Regions from separate parts of the Mus musculus genome. Here regions 1, 2 and 3 are each linked to region 4. Evidence: chromatin contacts called from public HiCAR-type, HiChIP or PLAC-seq and promoter capture Hi-C data. All regions are on one chromosome and are shown on one strand. Each heading gives the region's core, a stretch centred on a gene start, on an enhancer-like site or on the middle of the called end of the contact. The rest is flanking DNA. Distances are from core to core; before and after follow the strand shown.

The links. HiCAR-type assays count read pairs that join an accessible place to other places. HiChIP or PLAC-seq counts read pairs in DNA pulled down with a chosen protein or histone mark. Capture Hi-C pulls out chosen DNA fragments and counts their contacts.
Region 1: an H3K4me3 HiChIP or PLAC-seq map of forebrain shows a contact between it and region 4, with 5 times the contacts expected there. The contact joins the promoter of Prss8 here to the promoter of Atxn2l in region 4. A contact is called at or near these places in 3 of 39 promoter capture datasets (liver, neutrophils and pre-B cells), 2 of 115 datasets of contacts at active chromatin or transcription factors (forebrain and microglia) and 1 of 9 other capture datasets (liver).
Region 2: a contact with region 4 is called in a HiCAR-type map of astrocytes, with 4 times the contacts expected there. The contact joins the promoter of Phkg2 here to the promoter of Atxn2l in region 4. A contact is called at or near these places in 5 of 39 promoter capture datasets (the C10 cell line, cranial neural crest, liver and 2 more), 2 of 115 datasets of contacts at active chromatin or transcription factors (astrocytes and embryonic forebrain) and 3 of 9 other capture datasets (adipose tissue, liver and pancreatic islet).
Region 3: a promoter capture Hi-C map of liver shows a contact between it and region 4, with 5 times the contacts expected there. The contact joins the promoter of Zfp668 here to the promoter of Atxn2l in region 4. A contact is called at or near these places in 4 of 39 promoter capture datasets (the C10 cell line, liver and pre-B cells), 2 of 484 Hi-C or Micro-C datasets (B cells and CD4 T cells), 1 of 115 datasets of contacts at active chromatin or transcription factors (astrocytes) and 3 of 9 other capture datasets (adipose tissue, liver and macrophages).

Annotation. Positions count from the first base shown.
Region 1 is chr7:127,928,590-127,934,233 of GRCm38.p6, forward strand. Prss8 (protease, serine 8 (prostasin)) reads right to left here and starts at 1,524. Exons shown (of 6, transcript NM_133351.3): 1 at 1,209-1,524; 2 at 968-985. The coding sequence starts at 1,293. It overlaps Prss36 (protease, serine 36), which reads right to left. Exons shown (of 15, transcript NM_001319147.1): 12 at 5,550-5,644; 13 at 4,978-5,243; 14 at 4,782-4,903; 15 at 4,049-4,525. The coding sequence ends at 4,241.
Region 2 is chr7:127,571,615-127,576,983 of GRCm38.p6, forward strand. It overlaps Phkg2 (phosphorylase kinase, gamma 2 (testis)), which reads left to right and starts at 1,734. Exons shown (of 10, transcript NM_026888.3): 1 at 1,734-1,842; 2 at 2,240-2,352. The coding sequence starts at 2,258.
Region 3 is chr7:127,873,160-127,878,448 of GRCm38.p6, forward strand. It overlaps Zfp668 (zinc finger protein 668), which reads right to left and starts at 3,677. Exons shown (of 3, transcript NM_146259.4): 1 at 2,888-3,677. Zfp646 (zinc finger protein 646) reads left to right here and starts at 4,542. Exons shown (of 3, transcript NM_172749.4): 1 at 4,542-4,948.
Region 4 is chr7:126,501,276-126,506,566 of GRCm38.p6, forward strand. It overlaps Atxn2l (ataxin 2-like), which reads right to left and starts at 2,162. Exons shown (of 22, transcript NM_001361487.1): 1 at 1,625-2,162; 2 at 147-183; 3 at 1-37. The coding sequence starts at 1,917. It overlaps 4930456A14Rik (a long non-coding RNA gene), which reads left to right and starts at 1,159. Exons shown (of 3, transcript XR_869939.3): 1 at 1,159-1,324.

The DNA.
Region 1 (5,644 bases), core at 274-2,773, 1.4 Mb after region 4:
AAAGAATTAAAAAAAAATAAATTGCAGGTACATATGCCACTATCCTCTGACTATCACACAGCCCCGCTTCCTGTCACAGCCACTGGGCCACTCACTCCTTACCACTGGACCTTTAAGACCAGTCACTCTATTCTGAATGCCTTTCCAGCCTTTCTCCACTAGGCTAGAGAGCCATCCGGGCACAGCCCCTCCATGGCATGTTTGGATCAGCCGGCTAGGTCACAGGTGTCGCTCTCAGCTTCCAGGGCCCTCTCCACAGAGTCCAGGCTGGCTGACACCTGTTCTCATGCCTATGACTGTTCCAACTGCACCAACCTGAGCGTTACCTAGAGACACACCTGTTTCCACCCTCTCCCCATCTGCTGAGCACAGGAGAACTAGGGGTGTGATTGAACATTGCAAGGAAATTGGATTCCTCAGGTTGGGGACCTGAGCCGCTCCCCCCACCCCCCAAGCTAGCAGTAGGCAGAGAAAACACCTAGCTAGATTCTTCCTTCATTCCCTCACAATCCTGACAATGGCTACTACTCAGACTGCAGCTGAGGCGCATCTAGGCTCCAAGGGGCTTTCACTTCCCAATCTCCCGGTCTTCCTCACAGCCCTAGAAGAACAGAACTGAACAGCTTTTCAAGGCAAAGAAACTGGAGCTTTGAAAGATAAGGAGACAAGGCTACTAGATAGTTATGCTCAGACCGGAAACCAGTCTACACTGGAGCTGATCTTCTCAGAGCCACCTCCCCTACCCACACTGAGAGTCAGGCTTCGATTATGCCCGCGGACAGCTCACTGCATCTCTTTACCTCAGTTTCCTCATAAAACAAGAGCCAAGATTCCATACACTCAGAGCTGTTGGGACACTTAGTGTGGCTAAGTGCAAGCCCAGCTAGGCGACAAGTGTTCCTACAACCCGCCAGGGGACACCGAGCCGCTGTGCCCTCACTCCCCCAACTCCCGCAGAAAGCCTCACCTTCAGTCCCGTCAGCTCCTGGAGGGAAAGAAAGAGAGAGGAGTTGGCAGGGAGGCCTGAGTCCCCAGAGCCCTTCACGCCAACCGCTTCCCCATAGGGTGATTCCTTGTTTGGGGGACTAACAAGAGAAGAGGGGAAGACGGTAGGAACACGGAGATTCGCGAATTCAGTCTACACGGGGACCAGCCTGCTCTCACCGGGGCTCCTTCTCCAACCCTCCCTCCCGCGGATCCATACTTACGGATTCCCGACTGGAGCAATCCGAGAAGGAGCAGAATGGTCACAGCTTCCAGCTGCCCAAGTCCCAGGCCCACCCTTAGGGCCATGGCCTAGGACAAGGGCCCCCCGAAGGAGCCCCTAGGTAGAAAGGGAAGAACCAGAAGGCTGGTTTTGAAGGCAGGATCTAGGTGTGGGATCAGAGTGAGGAATCCCAGGATCTAGGCTGGGAAGGTGAAGCAGGCTTCTCGGCAGAAAATGGCCAGGGGGAAGACGGGACACACCTTTAGTCTCTCTGCAGTGACCAGCGTGGACCTGTTCTGCCTTACAATTTGGTCAACAGAGACCTCTCCAGGCACTTCAGGAGCCAACCACCTGTGGGCTCCTCCCTCAGCCACGCCCTCCTCCTCCTCCTCGGAAAGCAGGCTTTTTTTTTTCCTGCTTCTGGCCTCTGTGGTCCTTTCCTGGATCCTTTCGCAGTGGGTGCTTTTGATACAGGAAAACTGATCCTGGACAGTCAGAAAGCAGTCCCAGGCAGGACTGGGAACCCTAAGGGCCAGCCAAGTACCCCAGGTCTTATTGGTCACTCAGTTATCACCCCCCCTCCCCCCACTCCTAGTCCCCTCTTCCCCGACAACCTGGCCTGGTCTAGACCTTATTAAGGTAGGGCCACAGCCGCTGCTCAGCCCTTCCCATCCCTCCTCAGGCCAGGTATCTAAAACTAGCATGGGGGAATGCCCCAGGCCAAAGCCATTCGTGGCAGGCCCTCTGTAGAAACACCTTCCTGCAGGTGTTGAGCACGGCTGGCTATTGACAATCATCCGGTAAGTATTTGCTAAGTACCTATCTGTGCACCCGGCACAAGTGGCAGACTGTACCATCTATGACCTCCTTAAGATGATGATGAAGTGGGGATGTCAGACTCGAATCAAGTAACAAAAGGCAATTATTGATTAATCATTTCAAATTAGGAGCTGTGATATAGACCCAATTAGTGGGACTCTCAACTGCACAGTAGCTGCAGGGCTCGTGGAAGAACAACGCTGGGAACCAAATCCTCAGAGGGCATGGAAAGATGCCAACCAAACAACACTGGCAAAGTTAGGCCAGGTGTGGTGGCACGTGTCTTTAAAGCCAGTTGTGCTTTGTCCCACGGAGGCACAGGCAGGCAGATGTCTGTGAGTTTGAGGCTAGACTGGTCTACATAGCAAATTCTAGGATAGCCAAGGCTACATAGAGAAAAATCTCTAAAAAAAAAAAAAAAAAAAGCCGGATGTGGTGGCACACTCCTTTAATCCCAGCAGCACTCAGGAGGCAGAGGCAGGGGGATTTCTGAGTTCGAGGCCAGCCTGGTCTACAAAGTGAGTTCCAGGACAGCCAGGGCTATACCGAGAAACCCTGTCTTGGAAAAAAAAAAGAATAAATAAATAAATAAATAAAGACAAAGCCGGGGTGTTGTGAAGTAGGTAGGGTAGGAGTTCAGGGAAAGGCCTAGGGAAGGCTCGGTGGTAAAGCAATTCCCACGTGCAGGCCCATAAAAACCCAGGTTCCGATCCCTGGCTTTCTGTAAAGTGTGAGTGTGGCGGTTCACAGCTGCAACCCCAGGACAGTCCTGGGTGGGAGTCAGCAGACCCTGGGGCTTTGCTGCCCAGCCAGTCTAGGCGAACCAGCAAGGTCCAGGTTCATGAAACCCTGCCTCAAGACAGGCTGGAGAGCAGCAGCCTCAGAGTTTGCTTGTGCTGGTGCATGCATGTGTGTGTACACATGAGTAACAGGGCACAGGAGTTCACAGAAAGGCAGCCCGTGTGCCGGCCGTCTGTGGGTATGGATATGGGTTAGGTTTAAGCTGAGGAAAAACTGACCCTTACTTCCTCTGCTGTCTGCAGCTGGATTCCAGCCCAGCCCTGGGTCGGAGAATTCCTGGAGGGGGTGAATCAGAGGGAGGGAGGGGCAAGACTCTGGGAGTCACGTGCGGTGCGTTTAGGGAAAGGAAGGGGCAGATTCAGTGTGGGGCATAGAGAGCAGGTGGCTGTACTCACTTCCTTGAGTCTTGGAGAATATTCACTGTGGTACCCAACAGAGAAAGAAAAGAAAGCCTTTAACCACATCTCCCCTTCTCAGTTTCCCCGCGCCACCTACCAGCTTACTCTAGGTCTCCCTTCCCACATCTTTGCTTGTATAATACACTGGACCCCACCCCCAACTCTACCCTTTGTTTACCCATTGAGAAAGACTCCCACGTGTTCTTCAGCTCAGTATTTGCTGTCTTTGTGTGCTCAAACCTCTTTCCTCCTCTAACCGTTTCTTGATCCCTAGCCCTGGTGTGCTTAGATGCCACAGGGAGTGCTTGGTGAACTTAGTATTTCAGGTTCCAGTTGTCACGCTTTGCCAGTTAGCAAGTAATATGGATTAACTGGTGAGTGTAGGGGCAGAGGAGGGACTTGCATGGAGGTGGCCCTGATCCTGGGGACACTGGTTAGGACGTGCAGGAGGGAGTCTCTTAAAGGGTGCAGAGGTTCTTGTGTTTGTGTGTGTGTGTACATTATACATTAGGGTATATATTTGGGGCTAGCTTTCACATCCCAAGGCCTCCTAGTCTTGGACAGTCAGAGCCGGGGCTGTGGTATGCTCCAGGTGCTGGGGACACTAATTCCAATGGAGAGGTGACACACAACCAGCTGTCCACCTAACCTCCCCCGCCCAGAGGCAGGAATGAGGGAACAGCTGCCACGTTATAGGGGATACATTTCCTGGGATCCCAAGGCCTGAGTCACCAAGAGGGTAGAGCCCTATCCTTGGGGCTTTCCCCTTAGCTCTGAGGTGTTCAGCGCCTCTGTAGCGTAAGAGATGCCACAAAGCCACGTGTCTGTATTTACATTTTTATTGTCTGTTCCTCCTCCACCCCCAAGGATTCTTAGATTTAAAGTAGCCAGCACTGAGGTCCAATTATCTGAAAGCTGATGCAGTAGAGGTGGAAGAGGCCCTCTTCAGGCCCGGGAGCTGGCCGGTTGAGCCACATTCCAGCCCTGATGGGTGGTGTGAATAGGAGCCGGGCTCTCAGCGAGGGATCAGTGGAGCCAGGAGGAGGAGCAGAAGCAGAGCAGTGACCTTAGGGGAGCTAGCAGACCCTGCTAAGTCTTGGGGGCAGAGGTCACTGCCTTCAGGAGACCAGTAGGAGGAGCCACCGAGATGAAGAAAATGGGCTTCTCCCACGGTTTGCGATATCCATGTAGCTTCAGGGCCAATGGCTGCAAACAGCTCCCGGTTTCCTCGAACAGCCATGCCCACGAGAACCCAGGGACCTTCCTCAGTCTGGCACAGGAGGGGAGGTGCTGAGGTGACCTGCAGAGTTGGAGCCAAGGCCAAATGAGTCTGTCACACTTCCATCTGGTTCTCTTCCCTAAAGACCCATCACAAAGCACTGCATATCTCGCCCTTAGGAATCCTGGTTTCTGGTCTCTCTAAGGTCTAGCTCCGAAATAATACTTGATCCTATCTGGAACCCCATACCAAGGAACTCCATTTCTATTCGAAATAGGGTCTAGTTGCCCAGAACTACTTTTCCTCTCCCCGCTCCAAGATCCCTAGGCCCCTGTACCTCACATCTATCCTCCTGTCCCTCTGAATAGAGGACACAGAAGGTCCCAGGAGTCAGAATACCCGGATAGAGGCAGTGACAGAGTCGTGGTGTCAAGATGGAGACAGCAGCAACTACAGGAACTAGAGAGGAGAGAGAACTGTAAAGGGTTCTGGCCCGAGGTTACTCCTTATTCCCATGACCCAAGGACTCTCACCTCTGTCCTGTGGGTTCTTCCAGCCCAAAACCCAGCAGCTGGCCCCTGAAGGAATACCCCCTGGGTGTAGGCAGATGGGAAGAGCTGATGGGGAGGGCTCCACCCGAGAGTTCAGCTCCAGTAGAGCCAGGGGGGGTCTAAGTCCTAAGTGCCGGGGCAGACGGATGCTGACGACAGACCGAGATACCTGGTGGCCCTGTGGGAGGGAGCTGACCCCTGCCCGGCCAAGATATACTTCAATGTAGGGCACTGTTGTAGAGCCCAGCCTGTGAGAATAGGAACCAGTATCAGAACCAGCATCCTGTCTTATTTCTTCCATAGCTGGTGAAGTCCTTCCCAGCAGAACAGGGCTGAAGTGGTCTCTAGGACCACCCACCAACTGCTCTGTGATTCCTCTCTCTTCTGCCTTCTCAAATCTAACCAAACCAAACCACCCCAACAAAAACACCCACGGCGGGGGGGGCTTTCTCTGTGCTGTGTGAGCCTAAGCGTGATGACGTCCTACTGCTGCAAGAATCCTTCATCTATCACCCAATTTTCCTCACCTTGCCTCCTAGCTAGGAGAGACCCACCTGAGAATACAGTGAGTGGCTGCTAGGACCCAGCCTGGGGCCACCAGAATCCCAGTGCAGACTCTATCACCAGTCACATGCACCTCCGTCAGCCA
Region 2 (5,369 bases), core at 484-2,983, 1.1 Mb after region 4:
AACAAACACTTATTCATCCCAGATAGGGCATACTGAAGGCCAAAGAAAGTCACTAACCACTGAGTTTATTTGGTTTTATATAGGAGCATAGTGACTCAAAAGCAGCTGCATCACCGAAAATCACTGTTTCTCCTTTATTCATCAGGTGAATAATTTATATACTTTCTCAATTTTTATACCCATCTCTCTCTCTCTCTCTCTCTCTCTCTCTCTCTCTCTCTCTCTTTTCAGCGCTTGGAGTTCTGCTTGGCCTTGTTCCTGCTGGGCAAGCATTCAATAGCTAAGCTCTATCCCAAGTCCTGCTGTCATCTTTAAAATATGTTCTAGTCAAGTATAATGAACATGCAGTAAACCCCACCTACTTAAAGTCTGTGAGTTAAATGGAATATCGGGAGGCTCAGGTTGTGATTCCTGACACATTATTGTTGTCCTTGGTCATTTCCCAAAGATCCCTGGTTCCTTTGTTTGCAACCAAGAGAAATCAGCATTTAGACTTTATACTAGCTTCTGTTTTGGGGGTCCTTTTAGAAATCAATACTGGAAAATATAAAATTATTTTTTAATCTGTTTTTCACCATTGCCCAAATTTTACCTGTAGTTCTTCCTCTAGTTCCAGATTTCATATTCTCATAGGAAGACTCTTCGGTTCCTAATTATATGAATACATTATTTTGACTAATTTCAGAATAATTATCCCCTGTGTACCAACAACAAACCTACTTAGGAAAGTTCAAAACTATTTTTGCAAGTTGTTAAAGTTAAGCTTGATGAGGAAAGGCTCTACAGTGACAGAAAGCAAAAACACTAAATTACTTGGTTTCCTTATAGAAAAAGCTGTTAGAAAATCATGCTGTAATCTAGGCGTCCTGAGCCTTAAATCCCAGCACTCAAACTGACTGATCTTTGGAGTTCCACCCCAGCCTGGGATACACAACGAATCCCTGACTAACAAGGGCTACATAGTGAGACACCGTCTAAAAAAACAAAAATTATCATTTCTCTTTTGCTGGACTGTAACCTTGAGGATTTGCTTTTTTCTTTGCTGTTACTCCAGAACCTTGGTTTTAGGATATGTCTGGCTTTGGAATTACTCTAGGCAGGACCTTAACAACCTTGTGTACTTAATGCAGGAGGGTCTGGGAGCAAGACGGTAGGAGTCTGTGACCCCAGGATGATGGACACTATCCTGAAAGCTCTAGTCAGGACCAAACGGCCAAGCTGCATATGCATTTTGTTTTGTTGTGTTTCTCAAAACAGTTTCTCTGTATAAACAGCCCTGCCGGTCCTGGAACTCACTTTGTAGACCATGCTGGCCTCCATCTCAAGAGATCCATCTGCCTGCCTCGCCTCCTAGTGCTGGGATTAAGCGTGCATGACCACACTTGTCTACACGCAGGTTTCCACAAAAAAAGGAATTTTGGAACAGGCTCTTACTATAATAAATGAGGATTCCAGAAGGAAACTAAAAGGGCCTTGTCCGAGGGCACGGTGAGGTAGTGCGGAGACATCACATTTCCGGTAACCTAACTTCCGTGTCTCTTTACAGACCAGCAGCACCAGGAGAGAAAAGCAAGTGCTACATGTTGATTGGCTGTTTTTCAGGCTCCTCCTCATGGTGGAGACCTTTTGGGGACTTCTAGCGCCAACGGCCTTGTCCGCCCTGGAATCCCGTCTTCCTATTGGACTGCCATTTTCCAATCGGAGGGTTTCTAATCCCTAGTTCTCAAACAGCAGGGGCCATTGGCTGCAATGATGGGGGCGGTGCCTTAGGTCGCTGTGGGAGCCTTACAGGTTAAAGCAAAGGAACAAACATAAACCAAGCAGCTGAGGGTCTTTGCGCAGGTTAGACTGTTCCCTCCTCACCCCCCTCCCCCCACCCTCCCTTCCCCCTCCCCGCTCGCACGGGTCATCCTGCTCGAGACCCCCGCGCCCCTCCCAGTGGACGCCAAGTGCGCTTGCGCGGTAACAGCCGCCCGCACTTGTGCCATTTCCCCCTTCTTCCGAGCCACCTTTCCCCCCTCCCGCCCTTCCCTATCCTCTTCCCTGCCCTGCTTCCCTCCCTCCCCCCTAGGCCCTTCGTTGTGGTCTCCCCGGTCCTGATCCTTCCCCTACCCCACCCCCAACCCCCAGGACCCTGGCGCCCCAGCCGCAGGTGCTGCGCCCCCGGGAGCCACGATGTGCATCCTCTCAGAACCTGTGGGCCTCCTTGCCCTCACTGCCCTCCGTTTCCTCCTCCCAGGCCCCCACATCCCTCAGAATGACGTTGGACGTGGGGCCGGAGGATGAACTCCCTGACTGGGCTGCGGCCAAAGAGTTTTACCAGAAGTACGACCCTAAGGACATCATTGGCAGGTGAGCCTTCACAGCTGAAGCATACACCGGCCCAGTGTAGTCAGCTCCCAGCCAGGAAATAAGGCTTCCTTCTGAAGACTGGATAGTTAGGAAGTGGACAGTGGAAAACAGTTAGTGACTTGGCTAGTATTCCGAGTTAACCCGCATTTTTTCCTCTATTCATCTATATTGTCAACAATTGTTTGTGGTCCAGACAACGGGAAGGTAGAAAATACCCATCACGTGAGCATTTCAAAGGTATCTAGTTCGAGAAGTAGGGGTCTGTAGAAAAGATGCTTGGAGCTGGGCGGTGGTGGTGAATGCTTTTGATCCCAGCAGAGGCAGGTGAATCTCTGTTGAGTTGACACCAGCCTGGTTTACAGAGGAAGTTCAAGGACAGCCAGGACTACACAGAGAAACCCTGTCGGGGAGGGGAGCAGGGATTGCTACTGTGATCGCCACCACAGATGCTTTATGGTTTAGTTTCAGAAGCATAGTGTATTGGTTATGTTGTGTTAAGCACCAAGAACACCGGGTGAGGGAGTGACAGAACAGGAACCCTGAGGAAGTTTCTGTCTTGGAAATGTTTCTATCTTTACATAATGAAAAAAAGATAAAGGTCGAAAGGAGCGTTAGGGGAAAAAATAAGTAGGCAGTAGGATTCAATCAACGGGGTCTCCACAGAGGAGGGGCTTTAGGAGACTTCTAAGAAAATGACAGGAGGGTTGGGGGAGGGGTGTTTGGTTGTTCATGGTGCTGGGGATTAAACTCAGGGCCCCATCCTAAGAGACAGTGCTTTACTACAGAGCCACATTCTCAGCTCCGAGGACTTGAGCTGAGACATAAAGTGTGAGAATAGGCTGGGGGGGGGGGGTGTCTTCTCATTTAGAGGGGGCAGTTAGTGCAGGGCTCAAGGCAGTGGCTAGACCATAGACAGAGTGGGGAAAGACAAGAAAGGAAGTGAGGAAAATGGGGCTTTAGGCCATGATGCGGACGCTTTCAGAGCGGTACCATGACGTGGAGCGTGCTTGTGAGCAGGGCGCTTACTCTCTGCGCTTGGGTTAACGAGGGTAAAAGCAGAGCCCACCTTCTAGTCTGCTGTGCATTTGGTGTGAGTTGGGGAATTGTGTTAGGACACTTGTGGTGGCACTTAAAACACTTAGAAATTTAAAAAGCTCTTTCTGGCCTTTATGTAGAGATAGGGAAGGGCTGGTGATGGTGACGCCTGGACTCGTGGCGATTGCAGAGCTGGAGAGAAGCAAGCAGGTGCAAGTGATGGCTTCAGAGGAGAGGGGATATCGGTCATAAGGAAGGGGAAAACAGGGGGACTTTTAAGGTCTTTATTTGAGCACCTGAATACCATTTACTGAAATGAAGACTTGAGGAAGGATTAGATTGGGGAATGGAGTGAACTAGTCAGGAGTTTTATTTTGGAAATACTAAGTTTGAGATACCCCGTGGATGGATAATGCTCTCAAGTGGGTTTGAGTCTGGATAACAACCATAAATGTGGAGGAGTCAACATTTAGAAAGGGGCACTAAGCAGGGACAGTGTAGAGAAGGGACGGGGCTGAGGCTCCTGGGTCATGTCACCATTTCCTGATCACTTAGAAGAGCTACAGAGGACGGTGGGGAGATGCCATCTGTGAGCTAGTAAGAAAAGTGAAAGAATGCCCTTTTAGAAGGTTGCCAGGAGCTGCTTCTGAGGCCTGAGAAAGGCAGGCGTGTGGCATTAGATTTGGCCAGGCACATTTAGATACCACATGGAGATGTCATGAAAGCAGTTTAGAACCAGGATTCTGGTGAGAAATTAAGGCTCAAAGACAGTGTACAGTGACAATTGCACGTAGATATTTAAAGCCTCTAGAATTCAGCACAGGTCAGCAGGGGACTCACTGTGCCTCAGTATCTGCTCCATTGCTGTGAGAAACACCATGGCCAAGGCAGCTTAAAAGAGAAAGCATTTGGGGCTGGTGAGATGGCTCAGCCGGTAAGAGCACTGACTGCTCTTCCAGAGGTCCTGAGTTCAAATCCCGGCAACCACATGGTGCTCACAACCATCTGTAATGGGATTCAATACAATGCCCTCTTCTGGTGTGTCTGAAGGGAAAAAAAAAAAAAGGAAATACAGAGAGAAGTTAGTTGTGGGAGAAAATACAGTCATCATGATAGATTTAAAATGTCTTTATGATCCATAAGGAAAGATGTCCAGGAAAACAGGATCTGACAAGGGAAATATCTGGGCTTAGAGGTTGAAGTCGCAGAGGTACAGAAGATACTGAAGGAAAATGTTCAGGGCTAAGGATGGGGCCCTGGGTAAGCCCACTTATTTATTTTTATTAATATCTAGTATTTTTGAGACAGAGTCTCTCTGTGCAACCGAGGTTGGCCTGGTACTCAAAATCGTCTGTCTCAGCCTTCTGAGTGTTACACACTTGCCTCTGTTGAGGACTGGGTTTAAGCTCAGAGATTTACATGCTAATCAAGCACCCTACCATTGAGCTGTAGCCCAGTCCTATATTTTGTCTGTTAACCCATGCTCAGCAGCCACCACCCCCAAGCCATTCTCCCAGCCCAAGGCTGACCTTTAAGGAGATCGCAGAGAACACAGCACTGCAGTCTGTCAGCAGAAAAAAGATTGAGTCTTAAGACTTGCATTCCCCTTTGAAATGATGTAGAATCTTATTAGAAAGGCTTAATTACTCAAGAGTAAGCACCCTTAAAGTAAAAGGTGTCTGGGATGCCTGAGGAGGGCGGGGAGCAGACAGGATCGGTGGGGGCAGCATTTAGTCCGATCTACATGACTTGAGCCTTTGTACTTCCTGAAATTAGAAGATTCCCAATGAAGTTTATTAACAATGAGGAATGACTAGAGGTTGGGAATATAGCTTAATGGTAGAATGCTTCCCAGCACGCATGAGGCCCTGAATCCACTATATATACATTTATTGGGCTTTTCTTACACTCAGAGTTATAGGGGAGATTTGGGATTTGGATGGAGACTTAGATGGTTTCTTACCACTTCCTGCAAAGGGCAA
Region 3 (5,289 bases), core at 2,427-4,926, 1.4 Mb after region 4:
TGGGTCTTGCTCCCACACACTTCCTCTATAAGGCTGTCTTTCTTTTTTTTCTTTAAAGACTGTATTTCCTCTCTTTGTTTATGTGTATGCACACTCACTAGAGGGTGTCGAGGGCAGAGGACAGCTTGCACAGTCAGTTCTCTCCTGTTACTAGATGGCTCTAGGAGGCTAAACTCAGGTCACCAAGCTTGGTTATCTCCCTCCCTCTAAGAAGGCCTTCCTGGGTGCTGGAGAGATGGCACAGTAGTTAGGAGCAATTGTTCTTGTTCCAGAGGACACAGATTCGGTTCCTATTACCCACAAGGTGGCTCACAAACACCTACAACTCCCATTTACAGGCATCAGGCATACACTTGGTACACATACATACATGTAAGCATCAGGCATACACTTGGTACACATACATACATGTAAGCATCAGGCATACACTTGGTACACATACATACATGTAAGCATCAGGCATACACTTGGTACACATACATACATGTAAGCATCAGGCATACACTTGGTACACATACATACATGTAAGCATCAGGCATACACTTGGTACACATACATACATGTAAGCATAACACTCATATACATAAAAAATAATGAAGGTTTTCTTGTCTACCTTGTTGTTGGAGGGGGTGTGCAGGATCTTACTATGTAGCTCAGGCTGGCCTTGATTCTTCTTCCTGCCTTAACCCCCTCAGTGTAGGGATTACAGCTGTGAATCCTGTACTTTGGCTCTATGTCTTTCTTCGTGGCACTGTTTGCAATTTCTAGCTTTGAGACAAAGTTTCACTATTAGCCTCAGCTGGCCTGGAACTCTCACCTGAGTGTTATAATGTTACTATGTGCACCACCACACCTCATATACTCCTTTCAGATAATGAGATGTTTATCCTAACTACATTTTAACTTCAAAAACCTTTTCTTTTAAGGTGCCGGCTTCCTGCCATGGATTACACATCATGTGTATTTTATGCACACTTAACTGACTTCTTTGACTTAAGTTCATGTCCTGATGCCTTAGAAGCCTGTTATAGCTGAGTATCTGTCTTCTAAAATTCTTATGTTGAAGCTCTAGCCGCACCAAGACTGTGTTTGCTAACAAGGTCTTTTCAGCAGTAATTAAGGTTCAATAAAGCCCTAAGGGGAGAGCTTCAGGCCGGAAGGTTAGGTTCCTGTTCTTGGGGCAAGAACAAGAACCCAAGATGCCCCAGTAGGTAAAGGCGTTTTCTGTCGAGGCTGAGTTGTATCCTCAGGACCCACATGATGGAAAGACAGAACCAATTCCAGTAAGTTGTTCTCTGACCTCCACACATGTGCTACAAAAACACACGAGATATAAGAGATAACACAGAAAAGCCAGGCAATTACCACAGACTTAGCTGGTATTTGAAGCCAAGTAGTCAGATATGGACATTTCTGCCATCTGTCCCCTTGACTATTGTAGCACTAGCATATGTTATTATTTGGTTCTTAATTTTTCACCTCCAGCAATCGGGTCCAGGGAACTTTGTTCTACGCACCTGTTACTCCAAAACTGTTTGGTGACTGAGAGCAAACTTCTGGTGGAATTCACACCCAGGTCTATAGCCTCTGCCTCTTCCACTGTAGGAGTTTGTGAGAGTCAGTCACCAACTATTTATTAACTTAAATGCCCCGTTTTTTACAAGGTCACATGGTTCAAGTATCACCCTAGTACTCCAATTTGTTTACTGTTGTGATGAAACCCAGTAAGAGAGATGACATTTTAATTTCTCACACGTTAATGAGACTCAGTGTCCCCAAAGCTGGGTTTGAGGGAGCAGCGCAGGTGTGGTAAAAAAAAAAAAAAAAAAAAAAAAAAAAAAAAAAGAGGCATCTAGATATAATCCTCAAATAGGTCAACATATAAGCCTCCCAAACCTTGAGCCTTTTGATGAAACTGTGTTGTGGTGAATGTTTAATGATATCCTAGGCCTAACAACCAGTCAGCTCACATGATCCCATTTTTCCACCCTCAGATTCTGTAGCAGCGTCCACTCTGGTCAGCAACCAAAGCTCCATCAACAATTCACAAACTTTACCACCTCCATATGCAATTCCCTTTGTCCCTCCTTTTCCTTCTCCCATGGGAAGATACTTGCATGCTTCCAATACTCCATTCCCCACAAAAATAATAACGAGCTGTAAGATGAGGGATGCATCGCGCTCGGGGACTCAATTTCTTCAGTGGAATAGTGGAACAGCATACGGGAGTTTGCAGGGCAGTAGGGCCTACCAGACTCTCTGAGGAGGGACAAGACCTGCAGAAACCCAGCGCTCCTCGCTCTCTGCAACCGTGTTTGTGCGGGTGTCCTCGCCAGACAGGCAGCCCCCGCAGAGCGGGGCTGTATGCTGACTCATTTGGGACTAAACCCTAGGATAACGTAGCTTCGGCGAGCGGAACAGGGCAGAATGAATGAAGAAGGAAGGCATGAAGAAATGAATGGACGGAGGATTCAGAGCAGGACAAAGACCTGCAAAATGGCGTTCTTTAGGACCGCGGGAGGGGCGGGCAGAACCTCGGACTGGGAGGGGGGGCGCAGCCGCCAAGGACTCGGCGACGAGGCCCTCGCCACTCAGACAAAAGCCCGGAACATGGCGGACTCTAGGACCCCCGGGTCCGCGCCGAGCAGGGCCGGCAGTCGCGTCCGCTGAGCCTGGGCATCCAAAGCACTGACCGGCGGGCACCGGGCGGGTTCTAGGACCTGCTGGGCCCGCAGCCCGCCCGAGGCCGCTCACGGCTCGCCCCGCCCGGGATGCTCGCGCCTGGTCAACTCCGTCCGCTCGGCAGCACACGTGAAGCCGGGAGCACCCCAAACCGCGTCGGGGGCCGCTGCCCGAGCCCCCGCGACTTCCCGCCGGCGTGTCCTACCTGGATCGGTTTTCGCAGGCTCCGCAGCTTTGGCGGCGGTGCCTGGCGCCGACGGAGCTCGGGACAGTCGGAGAGGGGCAGGCGCTAGGACCCGGAGGGAGGGCGGGGAGGGGCCGCCGGGCAGACGGCGGAAGTGGAAGGCCGCCTTCCTTGCTCGGGAGGAAGGAAAAACTTAGGGAAGCAGCCCCGAGCCTGCGGAAGCAGAGAAGTATCTTGCGAAGGGTTTCTGGGTGCTGAGGGGCTGGCACGCCGGGCTGATTGACGGCGGACACCCGCCAAGTCGCCGGAAGCGTCTGCAGGAGCTAGGAGGTGGGACGATGCGGAGAGGGCGCTCGGGCTTTGTGGTGCCCGCGTCCACGTCGAGTCCACATTTCCTCTAACAGCGAGGAAAGGACTCAGCGAGGATCCCTCCACGCCAGCCCTGGGAAGAAGCTTTTATGGAACCTCGTGAAAAGTGTCACCAAAGCGCCGTAGCCGGGGCTGCAGGGTCTTTCCTGTGACCGTACTGCCCGAATAAGCACGCGAAGGGTTTCAGCAGCTCTGGACGGAAGTGTGGCTTAAATCCATCCGAACGCCGCGCCGACCTGCGTGGGCGGAGCCAGAGCTGCGCCCGCAGCGGAGCGTGGGGGCTCACGCTGCCTGGGAGCTCCAGCATTCTGGAAATTGAGGCAGGAGGATTGCTCCGAGCTCGAGGCCGGCCCGGGCTGCAGAGTTAGACCCAGTCTCAAAACAACAAAAAGAAAACAAACAGTCGGGCCCACCCGGAACCTAGCGCCGGAAGCGTGTCCGTGCGGAAACACTGCCCGCGGGAGGGACAGGAAGTGTTCCCAGGCGGAAGTTTCGCGGGGAAGCATTAGCATCTAGGACACTTCCTGGTTCCTGGTAACAATAGGAAGTGTCCGCGGAACTGGGCTAGACTCTGGGTTCATACCAGCTGTCCCTGCTCCCTCTACCTCCTCCTCTCTCCCGCACCTTTCCCTCAGCTACCACTCCCGGGTACCCTGGCTGAGTGTGCGTGTGTATGGGCTCGAGAACTCTCGCACCAGCCACCACTTATGGCTCGCGGCTGCAGTTAGGGTAAGGGTCCCAGTGCGCAGGCGCGCTCCCGTTCACGACCTCCAACGGACGCGCCGGCGGCGGGAACCAGAAGGCACTCCTGGTGCGAGGTAGGGATCTAGAGAAGAAATTGGCAGAAAAGACGAGTGACTCTACAGGAATGTGATGGTGGTTGGTTAGGAAAAGGGGACTCGAGTGAAGGAGTTTTGAGAAGTGAGAATTCTGGGACCAGGCTCAGCTGGTGAGATTAGAAATAGTTGTGCTAGGGTCCCAGGAGACTAGTCAGCCCCGGAGAAAGGCCAGATGATGTGGCAGAAATGAATAGCTGCTGCTGGTTTTGGAATGAAGGTTGCCTCTTGAAGTGAGTTTATGTAAAAAAACGAGGTAACACGGCTTTGGATTTAGTGGTGTAAATGTACTTACAAGCTTATCATAGTGTCGCATGATTCTAGTCCCAGTTTGGGAAGCGAGGGCTACATAGTAAGACCCTGTCTGAAATGCCACCCACCCACCCCAAATACACTTGTGTAACAGCAGTGCTTGGCCCATGGTACTGTCCAGCCTGAGTTGCTATCATAATTTAGAGAAAAAGTAGAAGAGGGAATGAAAAGTGTTGGAGACAGCAAGGTAAGGTAGGTAGGGGATAGAAAAGGCAGAGAATAAAATGAACTTTCAACCTGAAATGGAATGGGATTAAATGTACTTAAAGGAAGTAAAACTAACGCCTAACAGGGAAACAGTGTGATGCTGAAAAGGCCAGGTTCATCCCTAAGAGGGCCTCTACCTTCTACAACACATAGGTGACCACTGAAGCCAGGTTCGTCCCTAAGAGGGCCTCTACCTTCTACAACACATAGGTGACCACTGAAGAAAGCAGCTGCTCTGCCATTCTTTTCAGACCACTCGGTTTAGCTGAAGAGTGAAGAAAGAAAGGTTGCACGTCTGTGTAAGGCCTGCCCAACAGTCGTGGCTGTCTCCTTCAATCTCAACTCTCAGGAGTCTGAGGTAGGAAAATTCATAAGTGTGAAACTAGTTTGGGCGACTGAGGGAATCCCAGAGCAGCTTGAACTTTACAGTGAGCTGAGACCATATCTCAAAAGCAAATAGTTCTGGTTCGTTGTTACAAAAACAAACACACACCTCATAGATTTTTGTTAGGTTGTCAGAATGATAGAGTGCACAGTCTGAAGATCAATAAGATCCATTATATATAACCTAAAAAACAAAATCAGTCTGTCTAGGCTCCAGATTTTATTTTCCTTATTTCTCTCAGGCTCTAGAGATGACTTAAACCTGGGGGAACATTTCTAGGAGTTTGTGCATAGCGAGGCTTTCTGAACCTCCAG
Region 4 (5,291 bases), core at 912-3,411:
GCAGCATCCTGGAATTGTTATAGACACCTTCAAACACCTGTCACACGAGAAAAAAGTAAAGGGCAGCAGGTGAATACTCTCTTCTCAGATTGTCCCACACTGTCTGTCTTCCGAGTGTCTTTACAGGAGGAAAAGAAGGCACTCACGGGTGACTGTGGGGGTCCCTTTCCGGTGGTCTGTCCCCTATTAAAAAAGAAAGAGAGAAATAGTTTTAATTAGTAGTGAACCCTAGACCAATGTACCAGGTCAACTTGCTGATTTAGGCTATAGACTGATTAACAAGCAAGACTTTTCAAGTTCTCACATTAAAGAAGAAAGTAGGCATTAACTGCTAAAACATTTTCTCCGAATTCAAGATTTTAAAAAAGTCAACAAAATATTCAATAAACAATAGCTGTCAAATGTTCCTAACAGTCAGTGCAATACAACCTGACTTCCTCTAAGGGACAGTCCTTCACTCTTCCGATAAACCACTGCTATAGTATTAAACCAACAGCACACTTCAGCTGTGAAGGCGAAAGCCCGGGCATCCCAAACGCAGCACCTCTGAGCTTAGACACATTACCTCCCAAAGGAAAAAAAGCTTTCAGGAGCCTTGGATTCCAAATCCCAGGAGAAGTATATTCTCCACACCCCACCCTTTCGCCCTCATTATTTTCATTCAGCCTGTTACCCACTCTGAAGGGATCCCCAAACGCCAGGTAACACAGCTCCTCGACGGCTGATGTAACCGGCAGTTGAGGAGGGCGAGGAGGGGGCCGTTGGCTGGGCTGGGGGACCGCGCAGCCGCAAAAACCATCCACCGGGATGCCTCGCCCGGTCTGCGCCTGCGCACTACAGCCCATCGCGCTCCACCACCCGCTCTAGAACAGAAGCCACTGCGCCTGCGTCCAGTGCCTCTTTCTATCGCATTGACACACCGAGAAAAACCGAGGGCACCCACTCCCCACTCACCGACACCAAACGCCCCTAAACCCTCCAAATAACCCCTCCCTCCTCCGCCTCTGCTCTACGTGTTACCGGGGCAAGCCAATGCCCGAGTCATAAGACAGCATCCGCGCGCACGTACGCCCGGGGAGCGCGCGCGCAGGAGCTTCCCAGCCCGCAGTCTTCCCAGTAGCCGCTGCTTCCGCGCCCCCGCCCACCCCGTCCCCCTCTCACTGGCTACACCGGGAAGAGGAGGGAACAATCCGCTCCCAAGTCCCTCCCTCCCCATTGGCCAAACTGTGGGCCGCGCGCCCCCCCCCCATTGGCTACAGTCGGGGACCCCTTCATGCAGCTGACTCCCCATTGGCTGAAGCCGGGGACCGCGAGATCCTTCGTGGTAATGGAGCTAGGGACCCCATCACCTCCTCAACCCCCCCAACACCCTTTGCCGACGGAGCTGGCGGGATGCGCCCCGCCTCCCCTCAGGGCCCAGACCCCCAAGAGGTGACTAGGCCCAGAGAGCCGAGCGCTGCCCCCAGGCTCCTGGAGACCTCCCGGAGAGCTTTCTCTCCGACCTGTTGGCACGAGGGTCCACCCCCTCCTTCACGGGGTCCTGGGCCCCCAAGAGCCCCCTCAACAGCTCCAAGCCGGGGCGCTGCCTCCCGGGCTCTCCCTAGCCAGGAAGCCCCGTCCTCACCTGACGCTGCCGATAGCCACTGCCCCTGGCCTTTCTTGATGCTGCGGCGGCGCTGACGCCGCTAAGATGCTTTCGGCTCCGCGGCGAAGTCCGCTGCCGGCAGCGGCTGCAGGCCCCAGGCACGGAGAGACCGCTGCGGGAGGCCCCGGGGGAGCCGCGGTGGCGGTCAGCGGTCCCGGGAGGCCGCCGTTGGGAGGGCTGGTCCCGCCGGGAGACCGGCGAGCCACGGCCTGTTGCGTGGGGGGCGGCTGCTGGGGTTGGGAGGTCTGTTGTGGCGGCTGAGGCTTCAACATGATGGCAGCGTCCGGAAGAGAAATAAGAGGGAAGGGAAAGAGGGCCTGGGGCCGGGCCCCTGCTGGAGAGCGCGGGAAGCGAAAGAGATCGCCAAGCAGGGGACCCGCCGTTGGCGGGCGGGGGGAGCCCCGCGGTGTCAGGGGTGGATCGAGAAGACGGCGGCGCGAGGAAGCGCCGCGAGGCGGAAGGGGAGGGGGGATCTCGCGGGCCGGTGGACAGCGAGAGGGCGCGAGCCGGCCTGGCGCGCGTGCGCGTCGCTGGAGAAGGAGAGGGAGGAGCGCGGGCGGAAGCGCCGGCGGGGGAGGGGCGCGGGGAGCGCCGCCAGGCGGTTAGTTCCGGAACAGAGGAGAGGCTCGAGCCGTGGCTCCGACCGGCCTAGCCCCTGGGGCGGAAAAGGAGCCGCGCAGGCGCTTAGCGCACCTCTAGGTTCTGAGCCACCTTAAATGCTGGCGGCCGCGGTTGCTTCACAACGAGGGTGGGCGGGGCCAAAGCCGGGAAGGGGAAGTGCCGGCGGACCCGCCCCTCCCACGCCGCCAGCGTAACGTCAGAAAGTCTCCGCGGTGGTGTGAGGTGTCACGTCGTAGCGTGAGGTTCTTCCGCCACTGGGTGACCGGTGGGCGGAGTCTCGGGAGCAAGAGAAAAAAAAAAATCCCTAGGACTGGAAAAACCTAGTACAGGTAACTTAAGGCAGGTGGGTTTTTAAAGGTGCTGCTCTCCATCTTAACTGCTTTAAAATATTAATGAGCGTCAGAATGACTATTCTGAGCATATGTGCATCCCAACAAATGTGCCCAATTCTAAATTGAAATTCAGTGATTCTTTCAGGGAGAGCGACCCCCTGAACAGTAGCAATACAAGCCGTCTGAAAGCCAGACTGACTAAGAGTATATTACAGAATCCAGCTGCATAGCAAGACACGGTTAGAAAACCGTGGTATAGTGCTTGCCTATTAAGGCAGCCCTCATTCAAAATTAGGGCAGCTATGGTGCTTCAGAACTTTAATTCCAGTACTAGGAAGGGAAGGTAGGAGGATCAAAAGTTTGAGGCTATCCTGCATTGTATAATAAATATCAGGTCAGCTGGGCAGACCCTGTTTCAAAAGGAAAAGTTGATGGAAAAGTCCATGCTTTGGGTAACTAAGCCACTCAAAGCTCAAGCTAGTGGAAGATTTATATAATTTGAGCAAAGGTACTTGGTAAAACACAGAGGGCAGGAAAATGGATTTCTATACAGACGAAATGGATCTGACAGGACATACGAAAAAATGGAGCTTGATTGGAGCCTGAAATCCTCACTCTATAGCTGTAGCTGGCTTTTAACTCCTTGTGTATACCATGGTGGTCTTAAAACTCACAGAGATCTGTCTGCCTTCTGAGTGCTATGATTCAGACATAAATCAGCACAGCCAGACTTTGTCATGGAATGTTAACCTAAAATCCCTTTATTGATAACATAATCCAAAAATTAAATCTAGGATTGGGTAGACACTAAGAAATTGAATATAGCAGTACAGATGAGTCCAAATCTACACTTCAGATTAATAACCCATCATAAGCGGAAAAATGGAATTAATTTAAAGTCATCCTCAAATATTTAGTCTGAGGCCAGTGGGTCAGGTGAGAGTCGGCATACACTTCCTAAAAAGTATAGGAGCAGGGGAAAGATAAATAGGTCATTTGGTAGCAGTGTACAAAATAAAAATGTATGTGTGGGTGGTTTGCCTTGCAGGTATGTTGGTGTAGAGTGTGTGTGTGTGTGTATGTGTGTTGGTCTTGAAGGCCAGAAGCAGGTATCCGGTCCCAGGGACTGGAGTTAACAGTGATAAGAAGCCATGCAATTGTGTTGCTGAGAATCAAAGCCAAGTCCTCTGGAACTGAGCCATCTCTCCAGCTCCCAGATTTTTAAATTTTATCGTAGGCATGTGTGTGCTTGAGTGCATTATGCATACCATGTAGGTTGCTAGTGGAAAACTGACTTCCAGGCAGCTAGGGTGAGGGTCTTAAAGCCCACACCCACAGTGACTATTCCACCTATTCCAACAAGGCCACACCTCCAAATAGTGCCACTCCCTGGGCCAAGCATATTCAAACCATGACAAATGTGTATTGTTTTCCAGAGAACCTGGGTTCAATTCCCAGAACCCATGTCAGACAGCTCATAATTGCCTGCAACTCAAGCGCCAGAGGGTTTACTGCCTCTGTTTTTTATAGGTACCTACAAACTTGGCATCAACTCACACAGACAGACACATGGATGATTGAAAATAAAATCTTAAAAAAAAAAAAAAAGAAAAGAAAATCTTTAAGGAAAACCCCTTCAAGCCAGGCAGTGGTGGCACATGCCTTTAATCCCAGCACTTGGGAGGCAGAGGCAGGTGCATTTCTTGAGTTCGAGGCCAGCTTGGTCTATAGAGTGAGTTCCAGGACAGTTGTGGCTATACAGAGAAACCCTGTCTCGAAAAACAAAAAAAAGACCTCTTGAGTTTCATTGACGTGTTAGGCAAGCAGGACCCACACTCTCCATTTACCGCCTGCTGCCGTTGTTCCCTATGAGCATTTGAATTTGAAATCTGTTTTTAAAATTGAGACAGGGTCCGGGCGTGGTGGTGCACGCCTTTAATCCCAGCACTCAGGAGGCAGAGGCAGGCGGATTTCTGAGTTCAAGGCCAGCCTGGTCTACAGAGTGAGTTCTGGGACAGCCAGGGCTACACAGAGAAACCCTGTCTCAAAAAAAAAAAAAATTGAGACAGGGCCTGGTACAGCCACCACTTGCTCCACTCAGTTAAGACTTGGTAGAGACAAAGGACCATTGATCTCCAAGGACATACTTCTTTCTGTTCTGCTCTGATGCCCTCCTTGGGCCATATCCAGGTCACTCAGGCTGTGTGATAAGTGGTTTTAGCTGAGTTTGTCCTGTCTAGATGCCACTCTCTTTGCTTGTCTTAGGTAAGGCATATGGGCTCATTGTGTTGAATGCTGGGATTGCTAGTCAGATACAATTTTTAAGCAGCTGGTGCCCAGTGCTGCTCCTTGTGGTTGTGGCTAGTCTCATCCTGTAGCCTCCAGTGGTCTTAACTCTCCATTTTATTTACTCTTATTTTATGTGTATGAGAATTTTCTCTGTGTGTATATTTGTGTACTGCATACACAGGTGGTACCTTCAGAGGCCAGAAGAGGGTGTCATATATCCTAGGACTGTGATTACAGGCTGTTGTGTGTTACTATATGGGTGCTGAGAATAAACCTGGTTTCCTTTTAGGAACATCAAGCATTCTCAACAGCTGATCCATCTCTCTAATCCTTCTATCCCCTTCCCCCACACCCTTTATTGCTATGTAACCTAGGATACCCTGGAACTCTCAAGAGATCTGTCT